Regions from separate parts of the Pan troglodytes genome. Here region 1 is linked to region 2. A link is a contact called in public Hi-C data. All regions are on one chromosome and are shown on one strand. Each heading gives the region's core, a stretch centred on a gene start, on an enhancer-like site or on the middle of the called end of the contact. The rest is flanking DNA. Distances are from core to core; before and after follow the strand shown.

What was found. A called contact is a pair of places that touch in the nucleus more often than the background predicts.
Region 1: a contact with region 2 is called in a Hi-C map of blood, with 5 times the contacts expected there. The contact joins two enhancer-like sites. A contact is called at or near these places in 3 of 7 Hi-C or Micro-C datasets (blood, induced pluripotent stem cells and stem cell-derived neural progenitor cells).

Annotation. Positions count from the first base shown.
Region 1 is chr21:17,784,566-17,788,222 of NHGRI_mPanTro3-v2.0_pri, forward strand. It overlaps LOC104003517 (a long non-coding RNA gene), which reads right to left. Exons shown (of 2, transcript XR_676140.3): 2 at 959-3,172. Among named protein-coding and RNA genes, the nearest start is that of JAG1, 600 kb to the left of the region's middle. Within about 2 kb of position 1,791, at least 6 of the 24 cell types and tissues checked have an H3K27ac peak or open chromatin away from gene starts, as enhancers often do.
Region 2 is chr21:16,986,230-16,989,860 of NHGRI_mPanTro3-v2.0_pri, forward strand. All of the region lies in intron 3 of SLX4IP (SLX4 interacting protein), which reads left to right. Among named protein-coding and RNA genes, the nearest start is that of SLX4IP, 42 kb to the left of the region's middle. Within about 2 kb of position 1,977, at least 2 of the 24 cell types and tissues checked have an H3K27ac peak or open chromatin away from gene starts, as enhancers often do.

The DNA.
Region 1 (3,657 bases), core at 541-3,040, 800 kb after region 2:
TATGCAAGACTCCTAGCAATCATTCATCTGGCCTGCCATGAGTGGCTAACCTAGACTTAGATACCAGAGACTGTCCTTAGGCAAAGAGTAAGTTGGGCTGCTCTGCCCTGAAGGAGTAAGGCAGGAACGAGTAAGGAGTAAGGGATGTAGAGATGGTACCCACAATATCTGCTGCAACCACCCCTCAGGGAAATTGCTGTTCACTCAGGCTACCATACAAATAGCACACCTTGGGGTTTTGCAACATGCATCTTGTTCATTCTCCCCCTTCTTGTCCCCCGCTCCAGTCCCATCTCTATGACATTTGTTGTGCAGGATGAATTCACGCTTCTCAACATCTAAGCCTTCGGCACACCCTTTGGTGGAATTCAAAGTTTCTGCGGAGCAGAGAGCAGTAATTAACAGTGAGACCTTATGATGAGCAAATCACAGGTCAGTAATAACTCAGTTCTTGGGGAATTCAGTCATGGGGAAGCAACAACTCATAGCTCAAAGTCAGATTCCCTTCTATTTGTAACAATTTCTGGGTGAAGAAGCTTAAGAAGCTAGTCGCATTTTTCCCGGATACTGGCAGCCATTGTTTCTCTCTTTTTCTTTCTCCATTAAATAGTACATCCGGGGCACCTGTGTCCCACATTATTTAACAAATGATGTTCTCATTTTGGCAGGCAACACAGAAAAATATGGTTCCTTTACAGGATTTTCCTTGTGAGCTACAATTTTGATCCAACACCACCATTGATCTGGAAGAAAATTATGTATAATAGAGTTTTAATTAGACTCTGAAATGAAGTGTGTGTGTGTGTGTGTGTGTGTGTTTGGGGTTCGAGTGTGGATGTATGTGTATCCATACGCTCACATAAAAATGGTGACCCAGTTTTAACTCTAGTGGTACAAGCGAAGCTGTTGTAAGACAGAAATGACTTCATCAGGAAATCCTCATTCAGACTTCCAAATATACAAATAGATGCCTTTTATTCCACTGTGAATCAAAATGATGCCATGTCCTGTAATTAAGGATGTTATTGACCAGGTTGAATGGGCGCCAACCATGCCTTGCCTTTGTTTCTATGACAGTCATTTCAAAGTTCAGCATCTTAAGTCTGATAGTCACCTTATTTGGCAAACATTCAGGAATTCTGCTTCCAGGTTTATTTCAGGGTGACAGAATTTTCATTTAATCTTTACCTCGTGTTAGGATACGTGTTAATTGCTTGAGGCCAGACACACAAATATTTGTGTGCTTGAGGCAGGTTACTGTGCAGACAAAAATAGTCATAGATGAAAGAGATATATATCCTAACATAGTGACTTGAGCTAAACTATCATTGAGCCAAAGGTTTTTTTAAGTTGTCAAATGTAAATATATGTGGGATTGAGTCAATAGATAACATTAGCTTATTATTTCTTTCCTGTGGAAGCCATATGCAACCATTAGTCTTTTTAAATATTAACTTCTCAAACTGACCAGGTAACTAGCTCCTGTGGGTTCTGTACAATGGTAGGATGAAATGGTCCATTGAACCAGCATCTTGGGTGGGAGGGGAGCAGAAACACATTTAGAGCAATGATACAAACACCTCTGAAATCAGCAACTCAACTCTCAGATACACAGGGCCTGTGTGGAATCTCCTCCTTCGGGGGCACTCTGCCCAACTTCCCCAGCTGCAGGAAAGAAGACATCACCCTAAACACTGAGAGAATGCCTGAACTTGCTGTGTCTTCTCTCTCGCCTGCTAGTCCACCCCCATCAAATTCTATCTTTGTTTTAGGCCATGACTCACAACCCACCCCCACCCTTCAGTCAGCTGTGACTCATAGCAGAGGCCAGATAAACTGAAGGCTGAACAGCAGGGGTGGGAGAGAGCCGCAGTGGGTTTTTTTTTTTTTTCCTCTTGCTTTTTTTACCCAGTGAGAAAAGCTAGGTCAAATGGTCAAGTTGTGGGAATCTTTGAGGGTTTATGTGTATGTGTGTGTGTGTGTGTGTGTTTAATTTGGGGGAATTCCTGCATTGACTGGGGGATTCAGCTAGGTGTACTCTTTGAAGGTAACAATAATATTGTGGTTCCAACTTTTACCATTGAGAATAATCTAACTTTGATTGCAAAGATGGCCTCCAATTTTTTTTGAAACATTTTTGGGATCCTTGCCTTTTGCAATGTGACTTTACTCCCATTAAGGCATCGGGTCTCTTTTCCCTCCTTTAGAGTCTGGGGTTGGACATGTGACTTGCTTTGGCCACCAGAATGTTGCCAAGAAGTGATGCACCAGTTTAGGGCCTAGGCCTTAAGAAGCTATGCATTTTCCTGCTCTCTCTTTTGTGCTTCTGTTTTGCTGTGATAGGCTAGCCTGCTAGAGGATGGCTGCGTCATGCAGCAGAGCCAGGTCACCAAGGCCAGGGCTGTCCTAGATCAGCCACACTGCAGCAGACAGACCAGTGGACTCTAGAAAATTGAGTGAGCCCAGCTGAAATCAGCCAACCCTGGTTCATTGATGAGGACCCAGCTGAGCTGCCCAGCTGACCAGTAGCTTTGTGAGGACCCAAGAGTGAGCTATCCAGCTGACCTGTAGCTTTATGAGAAAAACAAAAATAGGAACAAAAACAATATTGTGATTTTAAGCTACTGTGTCCTCCCTTTGGCCCTTACTCTGTAGAGACTTCACATGATTTACTTCACTTTTTTTTTTTTTTTACTTTCTTTTGAAAGAGTTCCCTTACCCTATGACTTCAACACTGACCTTTCTCTAAGGAGGATGCTCTCATACGTATCTTTATCTGTCCTCTCCCTTTCAAGCGTGTCCAGCCCGTGGCCCATAGGCCACAGGCAGCCCAGGATTGCTTTGAACGTGGCCTAACACAAATTTGTAAACTTTCTTAAAACATTATCAGATTTTTTGGTGATTTTTTTAGCTCATCAGTTATTGTTAGTGTATTTTCTGCATGGCCCAAGATAATTCTTCTTCTTCCAATGTGGCCCAAGGAAGCCAAAAGATGGGATACCCTTGCATCTTGAGTTTTCATCTCATGTCCCCAGTTACCTCCTGGGCTCTTTCTGTCGGCTGTCTGGGTACTGCTCATGGAAGAAATGTCAGCAGGAAAAGGAGAGGTCTTGTCTTCAACCCACTGCTGATGCATTTCATAACTTTTGGCTTCTCAGGGTCTTTGATGTTCCTGTAAAAGACGTGCCAGTTAACAACACTAAGTGATCACACAGATAAGGGACACTTGTAATCAGCCTCAAAATCACTGGGCCTAATTCCCGTATTGAAATGGAAACCTGTAGAAGCATACATACCTGCTCCCTCACCTGTCTATGCTTAATTAAAATAGAGATTTTGAGGCTCTTTCTTGGAAATTCTATTTCAGGAGGTATGGGTTGGTTTTCCAGAAATTCACTTATCATTTGGACACTCCATCCAGACCTCCTTCAGGATGAAACTCATCCTGCCTTTCAGGAGGTGAAGAACCCTGAGGTGGTAGGTTCAGGCCTCAGAAGTCTTCACTGCACAGGAGAAAGGAGGGACTCCTCTCTTGATGTAATCATGGCTTTAATCTATGAATGCTTCCTTGTAAAATACTGTTTGTTGCACCCTCCTACATTAACACTGGGCTTATCCATGTGGCTTGCTCTGGCCAATGGAACAACTTTATATTAA
Region 2 (3,631 bases), core at 727-3,226:
CCCCCCCCTCCCATTTGTGGTCAAATAAGGATCATGGTTAACCCCAGAAGGAAGGCCAGATGGGCCTTGGGGGCCTGGGCTGGGGCTGGGGCCTCTCCACTTCTGCCGGCTGCCTTGTTCACTTCCTTTTTTTCCCTCCCTTACCACTGTGTTGCAGCCAAACTGCCAAAGTGAAAAGCAGTTTATTCCATCTAATCGGGGCTGCTGAATCAGAGGTGGTGGGGGTGTTCCCTGGGATGATGCTGCCCTTTGGCCACTGATCTCTGTATCATAGCTTACCTCGGCCTCCCTCTGGCGCCACCATCCAGGACTGGAAGCATTTGCTTTTCCCCAGGGAGCCATGGGTTCAGGCCATGGGTGGTGAGAGAGTCTCATCTTCTCCAGCTTCCTGGTCCTCAGACTTGAGTAACACTCCTTATCCCCTGTCTGTTGCCTTCTTTGGGCAAGCACGTGGAGCCGCTCAAGTAAAGCTGCTCTTCATTGGGAATATTATCTGCCAAGGCTAAGCCAGGATCCCTAGAGAGCATCCAAGTCAGGGCTTTCAGCAGAGTTCCCTGGAAGCACTGCATTCTGTGGAGGGCCAGAGCCAGATCCCTGTCTCTGCTCCAGCCGCCAGCCCGGCCACCATCAGTTTGGTGTATTGAGGTCATGCATAGAATTTAACATTGAAAAACATCCTTGTTCAGCTCCTTCAGTGATGAGATGAGAATCCCTGGAGAGTGGAAAGTGAGGATCTCAGAAGTTGCCCAAGGGAACTTAGTGTCTTATTTAGAGTCATAATAACTAGCTTAGACTAGCGTAACTGCTAGTCAAGGCTCTTTGGAAGGAAGTAACACCCACGCAAACTACTAGAACTTGAAATGGGCAGTTTATGATAAGGGAGTGTGACTGTCTCAGCATACTGGCATCAGTGTGCTATTGAGCTGGTGAGGGCCCGGAGGTAGCTTCAGGTTGCCCATGGTCCTGAGGCAGCTCCACTGTGGGCCTCTCTTTGAGAAGTGGGATTCTGGTCTTTGCATCTTCCTTGTTATTCTCCCTCTGCTGGCCTCTCTCTGCTCCTTTGTTCATGTTGCAGAAGATAGTGGCTCCTCACCTCCCAAGTGACATATCCTACAAAACTGCTGCACTTTCTGCCCCAATAGCAAACTTCTGGAGGTGAGTTTGGGCAGATGTCCACTTCTGCTTCATCGATTGTGGCACGGGGCAGTGTCACATGGTAAATACATGGCTGCCCATGCCCACCCTTGAGCATGACAGCTGTCAGAAAAAGGGGCATAGATTCCTCCAGAAGTTACATGATAGTACTTTACAATTTAGAGACTTTGCTGGAAAGTTTCTTTTTGGCAGTCTCATAGACAGGCCTTTTTACAGAACATAATAATGAGCACTTACAGTTTGTAGAGAGGCCTCGGGGGCATCCAAGAAGTAGCTGGAATAATATGACCCTTGAGAAGCTTCTCTTGGTTCCTGGGGATGAGGACGGTCATAATTACTGCTTTACTTACAATTTGGCAATGTGTTTTATTATCGGTGGGCATTTTGAAGTGTTTTAAGGTTTTTCACATCCCTCACTGTGTGTGTGTGTGTGTGTGTGTGTATATCTGTTATGATAATTAAACCAAATATTGTAAAAGTCAAGAAAAGTGTCAAAGAGGATGTCATTCTACTAAACTTTTTTGAATGGCTACTCTTTGATGATCTTGTGAGTCGGGAGAAGACCCAACCTTCAGTAGCATGAATCTGGTCTTAAATCTTAAATTTTGAAGCACTGAATGCATTGCAAAGTGTCCCATAGTCATCTATGAGTGTGCATATTTGCTTTTGACTCAGCATTCCATTTGTACTTCCTCCACAACAAAAAATGCATTGTAGCTTTAGTATTTTTAATTGTCACCAAATAGTACTGCTAGCCATTGTGCAAAGTCTACCAACAGCTGATAAAATGATTACTTTTTTAAAGGTTGCTGGATGCAATCAGATGTTGCTGTATCAGTTCCTATGCCGCGTGTGTCTGTTTCACTTCCCATAATGACTGATTCTCCACCTGCCATGACAGTGCATTCTTGATCTGCTGCGCCCTCCTTGGGTTGGTTACTGGAATATTTATTTTTAGGAAAAGTTAAAATTATCCAGAGAAGGGTGCTTTCTGTAAAATTTACATGAATCAGCCTCTTATTGCAGAGATCATGGGAGATGTGTGTGTGTGTAGATAAAAAAAACTCAATGGAAAAATGTAAAACTGTTAAAGGGAAGGAATATAATGAACATTGTTTTACCCATCACTATCTTTAACATTGTGGGCACTTTTAAATTAACTAGTATTCAAACTAAGTGTGGGTTTAATAAAAGTGAATGGTACCACATAACATTAATGCTTTTGCAGTTAAGCTAGATTTTCCAACATTAATGCTTTTGCAGTTAAGCTAGATTTTCCAAATTTCAGCATTGTTAGTAATTCTCTGCAAAACCAAGAGTCTTAGCTCCTTCCTTCAGTCTTCAGTTTAAATTCTAACAAATATTATTCGAAGTTTAAGAGGTCTTATTAGGGCATTAATGTGGGTTTTCCCATATCAAGAGCAGACACAGGTTTTGGGTGTCTTAGGTTCTAAAGATACCAGTGTTCCTTAGATTTCTGGCCTGACTGTGAAGGGAAGTCTCTTTTTTTTTTGAGATGGAGTTTCGCTCTTTTTGCCCAAGCTGGAGTGCAGTGGCATGATTTCGGCTCACTGCAACCTCCACCTCCTGGGTTCAAGTGATTCTTCTGCCTCAGCCTCCTGAGTAGCTGGATTACAGGTATGCACCACCACGCCTGGCTAATTTTTGTATTTTTAGTAGAGACAGGATTTCACCATGTTGGTCAGGCTGGTCTCAAACTCTTGACCTCATGATCTGCTCACGTTGGCCTCCCAAAGTGCTAGGATTACAGGCATGAGCTGATTTTTTGTGGTTTTAGTAGAAATGAGGTTTAACCATGTTAGCCAGGCTGGTCTTGAACTCCTGACCTCAGGTGATCCGCTTGCCTCGGCCTCCCAAAGTGCTGGGATTACAGGCGTGAGCCACCGTGCCCGGCCGAAGGGAATTCTTGTTAGGCTATTGCACAGTCGTCAGATGGACCTGACTGCTTCTCATCTCTAGGATCTTGGTTCCTTCTCTCCAATATGGGGATAATAAGTGTCAATCTTCATGGGGTTGTTACATAAAAGGTTTCTAACACAATGCCTGGCAACTGGTAAGCATTTACCAAATAAATAAGCCTTAGCTTAATTAGTAATCAAAGATACCAGCTGGGAAACATATCTATTTTAAGATTATATAGGCTCCTTCTCATCCTCTTTGGGCGTTTTATTTCAGCTGCTTAAGATGTGAAATCTGTGTGTTGTGGTGTTCCTTGTTACAATCTCCCTTTTTTTTTTTTTTTTTTGAAACGGAGTCTTGCTCTCTCGCCCATGCTGGAGTGGGAGTGGCGTGATCTTGGCTCACTGCAACCTCCGCTTCCCAGGTTGAAGCAATTCTCCTGCCTCAGCCTCCCAAGTAGCTGGGACTACAGGCGCACTCCGCCACGCCTGGCTAATTTTTTGTATTTTAGTAGAGATGGGGTTTCACCGTGTTGCCCAGGCTGGTCTCGAACTCC